Regions from separate parts of the Mus musculus genome. Here all the other regions are linked to region 1. Evidence: chromatin contacts called from public HiCAR-type and promoter capture Hi-C data. All regions are on one chromosome and are shown on one strand. Each heading gives the region's core, a stretch centred on a gene start, on an enhancer-like site or on the middle of the called end of the contact. The rest is flanking DNA. Distances are from core to core; before and after follow the strand shown.

Region 1 (2,515 bases), core at 9-2,508:
GAGAGGGAGAGAGAGAGAGAGAGAGAGAGAGAGAGAGAGAGAGAGATTCTATCCTCTAGAGAACCTTGACGAATACGCTCAACTGTGTCAGTGGCCAGTCCTTTAGAATCAGAGGCATCTCTAATCTCCCAAATTCAAGGGCTACTGAAAGAATAAAGGTCAAGTTCTCCCTCAGGAAAAGTCCTGGGACCTACCACTACTTTATCCCCAGGTTTACTACATATTTTTGTGTAACTACTGCTCCAAAGGCACTTATTCATCCTTGAAACTCAGACTCCAACTTAATTCTTTCAATAATGAAAACTTTTCACTCACTTAACTCCAGTGGGAAGTGACCTATATTGAACAGCCATTCTCGTTTCTTAAATCTAAAAACAAATGTTCCCTTAGTAACATGAGCAAAAGGAGCCGAGAGGTTGGTAACAAAATACAGATTAAAGTACTTAATTGAACAAAGCCACTTACAAACAGCTCTCCTAGCCGGGCAGATGAAGCAAAGAATCAGGTCTCAGCAAAGTTAGCTCTTTGGGTTTTGATACACGAAGCAGTTTCCCAATTTCCCACGCGAAATGGCTCCATTTCTATGCTAGGTATCTAGACAGCTCCAGATTAAAACAAATTCAGTGTCTTAAATGAGGTGGTACTGCGCCGCAGCTGGAGCCAGCAGGAAACTCAATTTGCACTGCATAGAAAGTCAACTACCATTGTCCCCTTGCCCGCCTCTTCGACCTCAGTTCTCACTAGACTAAAATTTGTTCTCTTATAAGTTCATCTGCTTGTCAACTCTAAGTAGCTTCACCTTAGGAAGGGTGCGCTCAGCTAAGATATTTGACCATATTTGACCACAAGGACTTCCACAGACTCTCAGATTTAGCCTTCCACCGGGTTCCTACACTACGGGTGTCTATGTGCTGGGTTCAGTCCAGAGCCTTATTGAAGCCATGCTGTTGTCTCCCTAGTTAGCATCAACCAGTGAAGCTCCACGTTGAAGCTTCACGAGTCTCCACAAGATATCATCCCAACACACACAGAAGAAGGGAGCCAGATCTAGCAAAGACAGATATCTCTTATTAACCAAGCCTTCCACAGCTAAGCGCGTTGACTCCACCCTCTCCACAACATCCAATCAGAGCTCCCTCAACCGGATCTTCTAGGATAGTGCCTAACCCGGAACCTACACTGTCTTTGCCGCCACACCTGGGCGGAGCCAAGTTTTCTACTGGCTCGCGTAGCTGCCCGTCGCGGGGAGGCGGGAGTCGACGGGAACCGGGATGCTAGCGCCTGCGCACATTGCAGCTTGCGGCGCGCGGGAAGCCACTACCGGCGCTTAACCGTTCCTCGCCTCCTGGACGTCGGCTTCTCAGGCGGAGCCTCTGGGAGGAAGAGGAGAACAGGAGAGAAACTCTTCTGGCCCGGGACCGCGACCGGGGCGGAACCCGGGACCGAGTCGCCTTGGCGGCGCTGACCGAGATCGAGCAGGTAAGTGAGCGCTCCTGCCTGGCCGTCTGGCAACGCCGCGGCACCAGGGACCTCTTCCCTTTTCTTAGGCTCAATAAGACATGGATGTTGTCCTTTCCTCCACGTGGTGTCTCTGCAACCTGGCATCAGGCTTTTTTATGTGCAGAACCGTGGCGGTGAGTTTGCCATACCCGGAGGAGAGCAGCAGTTTGGGGCCGGGGGATGTAAGAAGCGACTCCCAGCTGGAAATGAGGCCCGGGGCACGGCTGCCGTTTCTGAGGTCCAACTCCAGGAAACTACAGTATGAACCATGGGAGTGGAGCATCTTTCTGACTCTCACTCTACTATGTTTCGGTCGTACTGCTCTCTCCTTAAGAGAGAAAGATGACCGGGTTCTGTGGGTAGCTGAGGACCAGAAATAGGGGTGATCATCTTTGGGGGCGTGACCAATGTTAGGGCGAAGCATTGTGGCCTAAAGAAGTGGGGATGAGGTGGTTGGACAGAGAAATATGGTTACCTTGGAGAACATTGTTAAGCCAGCATCCCTAGAGCTGTTTTCATATAGAACTGCTTTCAAAAAAATCCTGGAACTTAGTAAGCATAGCTCTGACTCCCTTGCTTCCGTAGAATGAAGCAAGTAAGTTTGTAACTCTTTTTGTAAAGTTGTTACAGTGACTTGTGCAATGATGATTGAGGGAATGTACCTAAACTACTAAGCAAACAGCACTTCAGATTGATTGTTGAGTCGGAGGACCTTGGTGAGAGAGTGGCAAGAGCAGTATCAAGCTGGCTCCGAATTCATCTATAGGGCCAGCTTCCTCCTTGCTCTGTGTGGAATCCATCGTTCATAAACTGATAAGCTTAAAAAAATGAAACCGGGCATGGTGGCGCACGCCTTGAATCCCAGCACTTGGGAGGCAGAGGCAGGCGGATTTCTGAGTTCGAGGCCAGCCTGGTCTACAAAGTGAGTTCCGGGACAGCCAGGGCTACACAGAGAAACCCTGTCTCGAAAAACCAAAAAAAAAAAAATGTTGGCCCAGGCATGGTCGTGCACACC
Region 2 (2,515 bases), core at 8-2,507, 2.2 Mb after region 1:
ACAAACTATCAAATTAAGAAACCAGATAGAGGGAAAGAAACCTATTCCTATATAAAACAGGCTACTCAATTTTGAGATCAGCTTTACATAACTGCCTCTTCTCCATCCTAAAAGAAGGATGCAAGTCTAACTCACCGACCAATCCCAGAAGATTCCAGGACCTTACAGAGTAATTTTCAATGACCAATTCCTGTGCAGATTTCAAGTGCTTTGTAACTAACTACCTGCATAGACAACCACCAGTTCTCTCCAACAGCTGAGAATGGATGCATCCATCCATCCTTTCCTTTGGATTCTGAAAACGGCTTAACCCTTGAAAGGGGGTCGGTGAATGCAGCTCTGACCTGCGATTAGCTAGCGAAGGGAAGGACCAGACAGGAGAGTTGCTACTGAGCTCCATATACGGTCAAGGCAAAGCAGGTGAACTGGCTAAGAGCACTTGCAGGGTCTTTGGTCTTGCCGTTCACCCTGCGTGGTCCTCTTCTTAAGGGCAGCCTTTCAAACTCCTCGGGAGACTCTTTCCAGAGCCAGTCAGGAATACTGGGCCCCTGATTACTATGGACTCAACCACTAAGTATCTCTGCAGGCTAACCTGATAAGGATGCCAGCCAGGGTGCTGGGTGGGTTAGTGAGCAGCTCGTGGAGGGGGTGGGAGGGTGAGATGGGGGTTGAAGGAGAGCTCCAGAGGCAGATGTTTGGAGGAAAGAATGGGGTTGGACGGTCCCTGCGGGCCAGACGAGGGGAGGTAGTCTTTAGAAGGGTCGAAGAGGACGCCGGGAGGATGGAACCGTGTGATGCTCCCGCAGCAGATCTCTGAAGGTGGGAGCCTGGGACTACCTGCCCTCCAGGTGAGGGGCCCGCGCGTGTCTGCACCGCATCTCACCTGCCCAGCGCCCGCTTCATGCCCGCGTCGGATGCGCTGTGCGGCTCTGCCGTCCCCTTGCCCGCCAGACGCAGGTTCTGCTTCAAGCTGCAGTCGGCGTCCAGCGCCGCGGCGGCCGAGCCGGAGGAGGACGAGCCTGAGGCGGCGCAGCGCTCATGCTCCAAGGTGACGGGCTCGGTCCGCTTCCTCATCCCGCGGCCCTGTCGGCAGCAGCTCTCGGCGCCCTGGTTTCGCCCGCCCGCCTGCGCCGACCTCGCTGCAGTCGCCGCCGCTCACAGCCGTCACCACCCGGAGCCGGGAGCCCACTGCGGGTCACATCCCAGCCCCAGGCCGCGGCGCCCGCTATGGACCAGCGCCGGAGGCCGGTCGGCCACCGCGGCCAATCAGCGCACGAGTCCAGGAAGCCCCGCCCCAGACACGCCCCCGGCAGCTCCGCTTCACAAGCAGCGCGCCCAGCATCCCCAGCGCCAGCCACAGCCATCTTGGAGAAGGGCGGAATAAGCTGAAACTGCGGGTCATTTTCAGGGCAGGGCTAGTCTGAAGGGTCTTAGTGCGTTTACGAAACGGATTAGGGCCAGTTTGGATTCTCCTGCTGGGTTGCTTTAGGTGCAACTCAGGTGCCCTCTGCCTACGAACTGAGGCAGGCCCTATCTAAGATCTAAGTGGTCCGAATGGGGAGGGTGCTAGGGAGTCCTTGAGGGCACTAGCTCCGTTTGCTGGGCAAAATAGGCTCTCTCTACTCCCTCTTTAGGGCATTTGGCGCCCCTAAAAAGCTAGAGCCCCAGATGTTCTCTAGATTTGATATACTCAACAAAAAAGCTTTACAGAGAGAGAGAGACTCCAGTAGCTAATGTATTGTTTAAACAAGTTTATATTTACTTTTTTTTTTTTTTTTTTGTCTTTTCGAGTCAGGGTTTCTCTGTGTAGCCCTGGCTGTCCTGGAACTTACTTTGTAGACCAGGCTGGCCTCGAACTGAGAAATCCGCCTGCCTCTGCCTCCCATATATTCACTTTTTCTTTCGCTGAATGTAAGAAAATGAACTGCCTGCGTATGCTTTGAAGTCTTCTATTAAAGTTTGGATCTTCATAAGAACGATTAGGACTGGTAAGAAGGCAAGGAAATCCGTTTCAAAGAGGAATTTGCACTCTGACATCCAAATTTAATAATTCAATCCACCTGAAAAAAAATGAAAGGACACGTTGTAGCTTTTAATAGTTTTTGTTTTGTTTGATATAGCATGCATTTTACTAATGAGTTACTTTTGTAATTTCAACATGCATGTAATCAGTTTGAAAAATATTGGCAACTGATAAAGATTTAATAGGAACTTAGAAATGTAATGGATTATGTTGTTGCCTTTGTAATGATAGTTACAACTTGCAATTCAAGAATTTCTTTACCATTTTTGCTATATTATAACCTATGTTCATACTGTATGAATATCTACAGTCTTTAAAACATCAACAAAATAGTACTATAGATTTGAATATTCAAAAAGGAAATTAAATGCTTAAAGATAGTTTTGACCTATCAGTCATAAAATCTTTATAGAAAAACAAAAGAACAAATAGCCCTGGTAGGACATGCCTGAAGTTATTACAGAAGCTGACATCAGGAGGGTTGCAGATTGG
Region 3 (2,515 bases), core at 6-2,505, 2.2 Mb before region 1:
CAATGTGAGCAGCGTTAATTGCTATAGCAACACTACCGGAGTAGTGAACAGTTTGTTATAGGAGCCCAGTAAGACACAATACAGCCACGTAAGGATAATATAAGTCTTCCCATCCTGGAATGCACAAACGTTTAAGGTATCTTCATAAAAACACAGCATTAGACTATGTATAATGATAACTCGTGCAAACAGGTGGTGTGTGTGGGTGCTCACAAGCACAGCTGAAAGCAAGAGAGACAGGGGAACATGCACAAGCAAGAGAGCAGGTTTACCCAAATACCAGCAATGGATAAAGGACTGCGGAATTTTAAATGATTTTTTACACTACTCAAAGCTCATTCACATTATTCAAATTTTCATAATAGGTGTATTAAATATGCAACCCCCAAAAAAAAGCTAAAAGAAGAAAAGTTGCTTCCCAGTGTTTTGTAAAGAAACGAAAAACTTTCGTTTACAGTAGTTCAAAACTGAACTACTATAAAAGAAATTAGCAACTATGCAGTCTGTACATTGGATACACTATTCTTTAAACTTGAAAACACAACTTTTCAATTCTGAAGAAAAGTTAACACAAATGATACATAGAATAATAGCTTGATCATTTCTAAAAGCAGCAATTTTCACAAATTCCCTGTCCAATATGTGCACTTTAGGAATGGCACCATACCTTGCTCGGAGTGCTTGGTAATGATCTAATTGCTGAAAGGAGATTAGTTATGTTTGGGAAAGGCTGTGTATCTATAATTCAGTAGAAAGGATAGAAAACACAACTACAGCAAGAGATGCTTATGTCATATTCAAGAGCTTGTACTGAGTGGAAAGAAGCAAACATGGATACCTTAAGATGCCAAAAAAGGTGATGAAATCTCCAATCACAACAAGCTTTCATTTACAAGACCTGGTAGCCTTAGACCATATGAGTCAACCTCTTACTCTGCCAGACAGACTATAAAGTGCTAATGAGATGGTCTAGGCTCAGAAATGACAGCTCTGGGAGTCTACCATCGTACAGGTGATGGGATCTTCAGGCTGGAGACAGCAGTAAGAAGACTCAGGAAAGCATGTGGGATACAAGCAGGGCTTTGGAATGGACTTGGGCTCTCAAGCAGAAGAGCAAGCACTAACCATTAAGCTGCTCTCTAAAGAGGGAGGCAGGCATTTATTGATTTGCTGGCATGAACTAACATTGTCTCTGAAGGATCCCAGAGGCTTAGGCTACAGCAGCCACTGCAAGCAGACTGTAGTAGTTTGAATGAGAAAGGCCACCACATTTGAATCGTTCATCCCTAGTGGGTGGGGCTGTTTTGGGAGAGAGTAGGTGTGGCCTTATTGGAGGAGTTGTGTGACTGGTGGCTTTGAGGTTTCAAAAGCCCAGTCTGTCTGCCTACATCTTGCAGACTATTAAGCTCTTAGCTACTTCTGCCATGTCCCTGCCAGGATGGTCATGGACTCACCCTCTGAAACTGTGAGCAAGCCCCCAGTTAAATGCTTTTATACCCTTCTTTGGTCATGGTGTCTCTTCACAGCAATACCACAGTACAGAACAGTACAACTGAACATGTACAAAAGTGGTCAGAAGAGAACACATGCCGTGCTTTCAGTGGTTAACACGCTGAGGCCCAGGAACGTGTGTGCCCCTGTCTTCTTGGGTACGCCTGGTCTCAACCACCGTCTGAGAAAGACACAAGGCTCGGTGGCACTAATTCATAATACAGTTAATACTAAACCAAAATTCAAAGTTCTCACAGGTCTTTTTATTAAGAAACCCTCAAAATACAAAAAAAGCGTTAAAACCTGCAATGAGCCTCCCGGCAGGGTCTGCTGCTGTTTGTCATCATTTATATAGCTGAGTCATTACTATTCTGACCCACAGACATTTTTCTCAGCTCAGTCTTTTTCAGCCAATGGCCTGTCTCCCTCTTCCTCCATGTCTACAGTGCTTTCTAATTGCCTGTCTTTGCCTATTACCCAATTACCAGTGCAGTCCATTGTGGGGCCGCAGCACATGGTCCAGAATACTCTACCTTTCCTGTTCCATGGGCCACAGTGTTCCTAGCCTGCATCCTCATCACTGGTCCCTGCAGAGCGAGGAAGGACACAAACTGTGTGTCCCCTCTTTCTCCACAAGTATGCATGCCACAGCTTCTACACCACTCAGAGCTGTCCAATACCACTTCCTTCTCTCTTCTCTTTTGTCTCCAGTCACTGCCCAGCTTAGGACAAAGGTTTTGACTCTTCATAAAGTAAGCTGTGTTGGCTTGAATGAGATCTCCAACCCCCAACCCCGCTTCTCAGGCATTGAATATTAGGCTTCCCTGTTGGTGACCATGTTTGGGGAGGCTCAGGAAGGATGTCTTTGCTGGAGAAAATTCATCTCTGCCGGTAGCCTTCAAGGTTTCAAAAGCCATGTGTCATCCCAGTTGACGCTCAGCTTCCAGCTCCAGTCCCTACACTTCCCTGCTGGGACAAGGCATGAACTTAGCCCTCTGTAACTGTAAGCCCCAAATAAACCCTT
Region 4 (2,515 bases), core at 12-2,511, 2.1 Mb after region 1:
GGTACCTTTCCTTGTCACCTGCCCTGCATGGCCTGGACCCAGATGCCCTCCTCCCTGCCAGCCTCTTCTCTGGCCTGGTGTGGGTTCAGGATGGCTTGATTGGTCGGTATCTTTCCCAGAAGAACGAGTCCAGCACAGGCGTCCAGGCCTCTCATTCCTCTCCCTTGCTGGTGTTTGCATTTGGTGACTCAGACATGTATTTTACCTGCTAGTGTTCCCCGTGGCACCCTCCGTACTATGCCCCTGGTTTCTTTCTCCTTCCTTTTTTCCGGTTGTCCACTTTGAGAAAAGATCTTACTGTGTGGTGCTGGCTAGCCTGGAACTCACTATGTAGACTAGGCTGGCCTCAAATCCACCAAGATCCACCTTTCTGTGCCCCTGGGATTAAAGGCGTGTAACCATCATTCCCAGCCCAAGTCAGAAATTTTAACACAGCTTCTTTCTGCATTTTTATTCAAAACACTTGCAATTTTCTTTCTTTCTCAGGAAGTTTTTTTTTTTAAACTGATTTTTCTAAGACTTATTTATTTATTTAAGTACACTGTCACTGTCTTCACACACACCAGAAGAGGGCATCAGATTCCACATTACAGATGGCTGTGAGCCACCATGTGGTTCTTGGGAATTGAACTCAGGACCTCTGGATGGGCAGACAGTGTTCTTAAACCACTGAGCCATCTCTCCAGCCTAAAACTGATTTTTCAAGAAAAATAATTTTGTGAATATGGGTGTTCTATCAGCATCACATGTATACATGTGCACTGCATGCATGTCTGGTGCCTGCAGAGGTCAGAAGAGGGAGGGCATCAGCTTCCCTGGAAGTGGAATTAAGGACAGTTGTAAGCCATCTTGTGGGTGATGGGAAGTCAACCTGGGTTCTCTGTAAGAACAGCCAGTGCTCTCAACCACTGAACCCTGAAGCACCCCTCCAGCCTCCCTCAAGAGGTTTCGATCGGAACAAAACAAGAGCTCCATTTGCTGACATGCTGCTCCCGCTAATGTTGCAGACCGTAGTGGGGCTGTGGAGTGTGGGTGTTTAGTATTCAGAGCCATGAAGTGCACGCCATTGGCCTGGTTTCTGTGGCTTATTCCCACGAATAGAGGCTCAGATGAGTCCCTGCTGTCAGAGCTGTAGATGGAGGGTGCACATTTCAGAGCAAGTTGGCAAAGAAAGGACTTGACCATGATCTCTGGGAGTCCTCACTCTTACCCTGCTCTTGGGTAAGGAGGACTCCAGTGTGCCCTTTTGTGAAACTCGAGGTTGCTATGGTTATCCCTGGCTCCCTCCCTGCCAACTCCCTGGCCAAATCCCAGTGGAACCTTGCTGTCTACCAGTCAAGTCTGTTAATGGGTTGCGATTTGTCATTTGATTTTTTTTTCAGCCTGCTTCCTTGATTCAATGGCCACCCTGGGTCTGGCTGCATACGGCTATGGAATCCGATATGAATTTGGGATTTTCAACCAAAAGATTGTCAATGGCTGGCAGGTGGGTGACTTTAGGTTTGACCGTTGTTTTCCAGTCCTCGTTCATACTTGGAAGGGAGTGAACTCTTGGAGTGAACTCATCTGAGTGTGCTCTGTACTCATGGAGAGAGCTGGCTAGTTCTCAGCACAGGGCAGCAGGAAGCAGTCAGCTCTGGAGAGGCTGGTCCTGTGTGGGTCCTTGGCAAATAGCTTCTACGTAGTGACAGGGAAATCATGTGGGGAGATACACGGGTTCATTTGAGCTTCTGGAGACCCCAGAGGGGGCCACCAACAGTGGTAGGCAGGGCACCACAAACCATGTGCTGGTGTCCAGGGGTGGATTGTACATGGGGTAAGGATATTGCTGTTGGGGTTCATCCTCTGGGACAATTGGATAACTAGAAAAGCAAAGGTGGGTATGGTGACTCATGCCTGTAACTCTGGCCCTCCCAAGAGGCCAGAGGCAGGGGGATTGCCACAGGTTTTGAGGATAGTCTGGTTTACTTTTTGAGTCCTAAGCCAGCTAGGTCTACATAGGAAGACCCTGTCCCAAAACAATAGCCTTGACTAGACTAGGACAAAAGCAATTGTTATCCCTTTAGTGCCCACCCTCTGCCTTCAGCACCACTGAGGCAGCGATTATAGCAACAAGTGCAGGCATGGCTGTGCAGGGCTGCGGGCTGCGGGCTGCAGAGCTCTCTGCTGGGAGGACTGAGGATCCTGGCCTAAGAGTGGCCCTGCTGCTGCCTGTGTTTGGGAAGGTGCTGCTTCTGTAGCTGTCTTTGGGATTATTCCATAGGACACACCAGCCGTGGTACTGAAAAGTTTCAGTGATAGACCAGGGACTGCTGCCATAGTATCAAAAGGCAGGATTGATCACCATGTACGGAGGCGTCCTGTTGGGACTAAAGAGATAGATGGATAGCGACTGGATCTGTGTCACTTTCCTGCACACCCTAGATAGAGATTCCTTATTTCTGTGAAAGAACCATTTAAAAAAACAATTCCATCAGGGAGGTTGCAGCTCATTGGTCGAGCACTTGCCTGCCAC
Region 5 (2,515 bases), core at 11-2,510, 2.1 Mb after region 1:
GCCTTGTTAAAAAAAAAAAAAAAAAAAAAAAACCACCCACCCTTTATCTGGAAAACAAACATTTGCCAAAACTGCCTGAAGGGAAGGTTGTCACAGAGGACTAAGGTCATGCTGAACCTCCTCTTACAGTTTGCTAAGAGAAAAGTTCTTTTACAGTCCAAGACTACTGTTATTTGCAATTCCTGTATGCCTTTTTATTGCTACCTGCCTGATACATATTATTGAAATTATAATGTATTCTTATATAAAACCATTTGTTTCTGCAATTTATGTTGCTGTAAACACTCCTAACTAAACTCCCTTAATGATTAAGGGATTCAGAGACCACTCTGAGATGGTCCCCTAGGCAGGCAGTGTTGCCTCCTGACCTATAAACGGTAAGAAATTTGGGCTGGCCTAAACCCTTTCAGAACCTCAGCTTGCTTCCCTGCTCACCAATGAAATGTTTCTCCTTCTTCTCCTTGTGCATGGCTGACTTCTTTCTGGATGGAATTTTTCTTTAACAACCAGAAAGGTTGTGATTGATAGTAGCCTCTGCCCATCCTTGGAGAGAATGCTGTATACTTAATTTGCAGCAGATTTTTTGTGTTTGTCACTGCAGCCTAGACTGGCGATTTGTATTTTGAGGAGTTCCATGCAGTTTGTTCTCCAGAGCTGAAGTGGTGTCATGGAGGCACAAACATTGATATGACTTATGAATTTTTAGTTTTTGCACAAACAACGTTTTTTTCTTGCGTGTGTTTTCAGAACCACCTGTCAGCTTGGCGACGAGTCCCAGCAGGTATTGGGGGCTGTCTGTCAAGCGTGTGCACACTTCTCTGAACGTTTAACAGAGCTCAGCTACACCTGAGCACCCAATGCAGTCCTAAAAAGGGCATCTGGTGATTCTGTGCAGAGCCAGTCCCTGCAGCCCCGGAAACTCCAGGAAGTCCCTGAATGGCAAGAGTTTGCCTTCCAGTGTGGCAGGCGCAGCCACTGGTTCGGTTTCTACTTTTGCCTCATAAAAGTGGTAAATCTTAGGTATGGGGAAGCTGCAGTCCGGTTTTTCCAGCCCCAGACACACCAGTAAAGGAATAAACCATTTCCCCTCGAGCGTCCACGTTCTCTTCCCGGCTGAAACAGCCTGATTGACGGGCTCTTTCTCCGAGGCTCCGCCTCCAGATCAGCCCACGCCCATCCACAGGGCCCGGCCCTCTCGCAAAGCGCAGGCGCAATCCGTATGAGCCGGCCTCCGCTGCAGTCCTTGGCGCCAGAGACACCGCAGCATCCCAGCGCTAGAGTCTTCTCTGCTCGCTCCAGGGCCGTACCCTGTCCTCTGCCTCTTCTGGCGCCATGGCGAAGCCGTTGACGGACAGTGAGAGGCAGAAGCAGATCAGCGTGCGTGGCATCGCGGGGCTGGGCGACGTGGCCGAGGTGCGGAAGAGCTTCAACAGACACCTGCATTTCACGCTGGTCAAGGACCGCAATGTGGCCACGCCCCGCGACTACTTCTTCGCTCTGGCACACACAGTTCGCGACCACCTAGTGGGCCGCTGGATCCGCACGCAGCAGCATTACTATGAGCGGGACCCCAAGGTGAGCAGCCCGCCCTCCCTGGGAGGGAGACCGAGCCCAGGGCAGGGCGGGTCCCGCCCCCCCCCCCCTCCCAAGTATCGCCCACGGGCCTGGTCCCTGTTGCACCACGGTCACCTGCGACCAATGAAGAGACAGTAGAGTTATGCATCCTCCTTCGAAGGACCGGTGCATACCCTCTCTTTCGGGTTTCGTTTTAATTGAGACCCATCCCCCTGCTCCCCGGCCCGCAGTCCCCAGTCCCTAAGTATGGCTTTGAGTGGCCCCTTGTCTTCCACCGCAGTCAGTCCCCCACCGGTACGTTGTCTGGAATCTGGCTGTATGGAGCCAGGCCTCTGCCCACGGCGGAGTTGCGCATCCCAGAGAAGTGCTCTAGGGGTCTGCTCTTGCCGGCGGATTTTCCGGCTGTTTTCCAGCTGTGGACTTCCGAGATGGCTTCAGAGTTCATGCTTCCTCTACTCCCCCACTCCCCTCCCCCTTTTGTTTTTCTGCAGCCCCGAGCGAAGAAGATGGGGGACTGGAACTAGATCCGGTAGTTTTATGAGTCGGAAAGGGGTGAGATCAGTAATCTGCAGGGAATTGCCCCGCCCCGTGCTCCCCACCCTACCCCCTACTCCGAGACTGATGAGAAGAAAATCACTTGTAATGCCTGCCTGAAACAGGAGAGGGTCCGAAACTCAAAGATGGAATCCTCGTGGGGAAGGCTGCCTTTGAGGTTTCCACCTTGACAAAACTTGTTAGCAAGTTGCTTTAGAAGTTGTAGCATTTTTTCTGTTTTGCAAACCTTTATTCTTAGTAGGAAAACAAAATACACTGAACGGAGCCTTTGACAGTTCTCACCACCCCAACCCCCAAAACTTCTCAGCTCTGTCTGCTGGACTGCTAACTCTGTGCAATTAAGCTGGCTTCAAACCCACGGAAACCCACCAGCCTCTGCCTCCAG

Evidence for each region. Promoter capture Hi-C pulls out the DNA fragments that hold promoters and counts their contacts. HiCAR-type assays count read pairs that join an accessible place to other places.
Region 2: a contact with region 1 is called in a promoter capture Hi-C map of pre-B cells, with 4 times the contacts expected there. The contact joins the promoter of Abhd12 here to the promoter of Nxt1 in region 1. A contact is called at or near these places in 13 of 39 promoter capture datasets (the 3T3-L1 cell line, 3T3-L1-derived adipocytes, the C10 cell line and 9 more), 7 of 484 Hi-C or Micro-C datasets (B cells, CD4 T cells, CD8 T cells and 4 more), 5 of 115 datasets of contacts at active chromatin or transcription factors (astrocytes, embryonic forebrain, embryonic stem cells and 2 more) and 1 of 9 other capture datasets (adipose tissue).
Region 3: a contact with region 1 is called in a promoter capture Hi-C map of stem cell-derived epiblast-like cells, with 3 times the contacts expected there. The contact joins the enhancer-like site here to the promoter of Nxt1 in region 1. A contact is called at or near these places in 4 of 39 promoter capture datasets (the 3T3-L1 cell line, hippocampal neurons, liver and 1 more), 1 of 484 Hi-C or Micro-C datasets (CD4 T cells) and 1 of 115 datasets of contacts at active chromatin or transcription factors (embryonic forebrain).
Region 4: a HiCAR-type map of astrocytes shows a contact between it and region 1, with 4 times the contacts expected there. The contact joins the enhancer-like site here to the promoter of Nxt1 in region 1. A contact is called at or near these places in 3 of 39 promoter capture datasets (hippocampal neurons and liver) and 2 of 115 datasets of contacts at active chromatin or transcription factors (astrocytes and large pre-B cells).
Region 5: a HiCAR-type map of astrocytes shows a contact between it and region 1, with 5 times the contacts expected there. The contact joins the promoter of Pygb here to the promoter of Nxt1 in region 1. A contact is called at or near these places in 3 of 39 promoter capture datasets (hippocampal neurons, liver and pre-B cells), 2 of 484 Hi-C or Micro-C datasets (CD4 T cells and CD8 T cells), 3 of 115 datasets of contacts at active chromatin or transcription factors (astrocytes, large pre-B cells and thymic regulatory T cells) and 1 of 9 other capture datasets (liver).

What each region holds. Positions count from the first base shown.
Region 1 is chr2:148,671,357-148,673,871 of GRCm38.p6, forward strand. Nxt1 (NTF2-related export protein 1) reads left to right here and starts at 1,259. Exons shown (of 2, transcript NM_019761.6): 1 at 1,259-1,479.
Region 2 is chr2:150,903,474-150,905,988 of GRCm38.p6, forward strand. Abhd12 (abhydrolase domain containing 12) reads right to left here and starts at 1,258. Exons shown (of 13, transcript NM_024465.3): 1 at 884-1,258. The coding sequence starts at 1,074.
Region 3 is chr2:146,495,881-146,498,395 of GRCm38.p6, forward strand. All of the region lies in intron 1 of Ralgapa2 (Ral GTPase activating protein, alpha subunit 2 (catalytic)), which reads right to left. Among named protein-coding and RNA genes, the nearest start is that of Ralgapa2, 15 kb to the right of the region's middle. Within about 2 kb of position 1,256, at least 30 of the 459 cell types and tissues checked have an H3K27ac peak or open chromatin away from gene starts, as enhancers often do. A contact at or near this core is called in stem cell-derived epiblast-like cells, where this site is marked.
Region 4 is chr2:150,807,415-150,809,929 of GRCm38.p6, forward strand. It overlaps Pygb (brain glycogen phosphorylase), which reads left to right. Exons shown (of 20, transcript NM_153781.1): 4 at 1,383-1,486. Among named protein-coding and RNA genes, the nearest start is that of Pygb, 22 kb to the left of the region's middle. Within about 2 kb of position 1,262, at least 29 of the 459 cell types and tissues checked have an H3K27ac peak or open chromatin away from gene starts, as enhancers often do. A contact at or near this core is called in astrocytes, where this site is marked.
Region 5 is chr2:150,785,536-150,788,050 of GRCm38.p6, forward strand. Pygb (brain glycogen phosphorylase) reads left to right here and starts at 1,261. Exons shown (of 20, transcript NM_153781.1): 1 at 1,261-1,575. The coding sequence starts at 1,333. It overlaps Gm30141 (a long non-coding RNA gene), which reads right to left and starts at 1,217. Exons shown (of 3, transcript XR_375102.4): 1 at 436-1,217.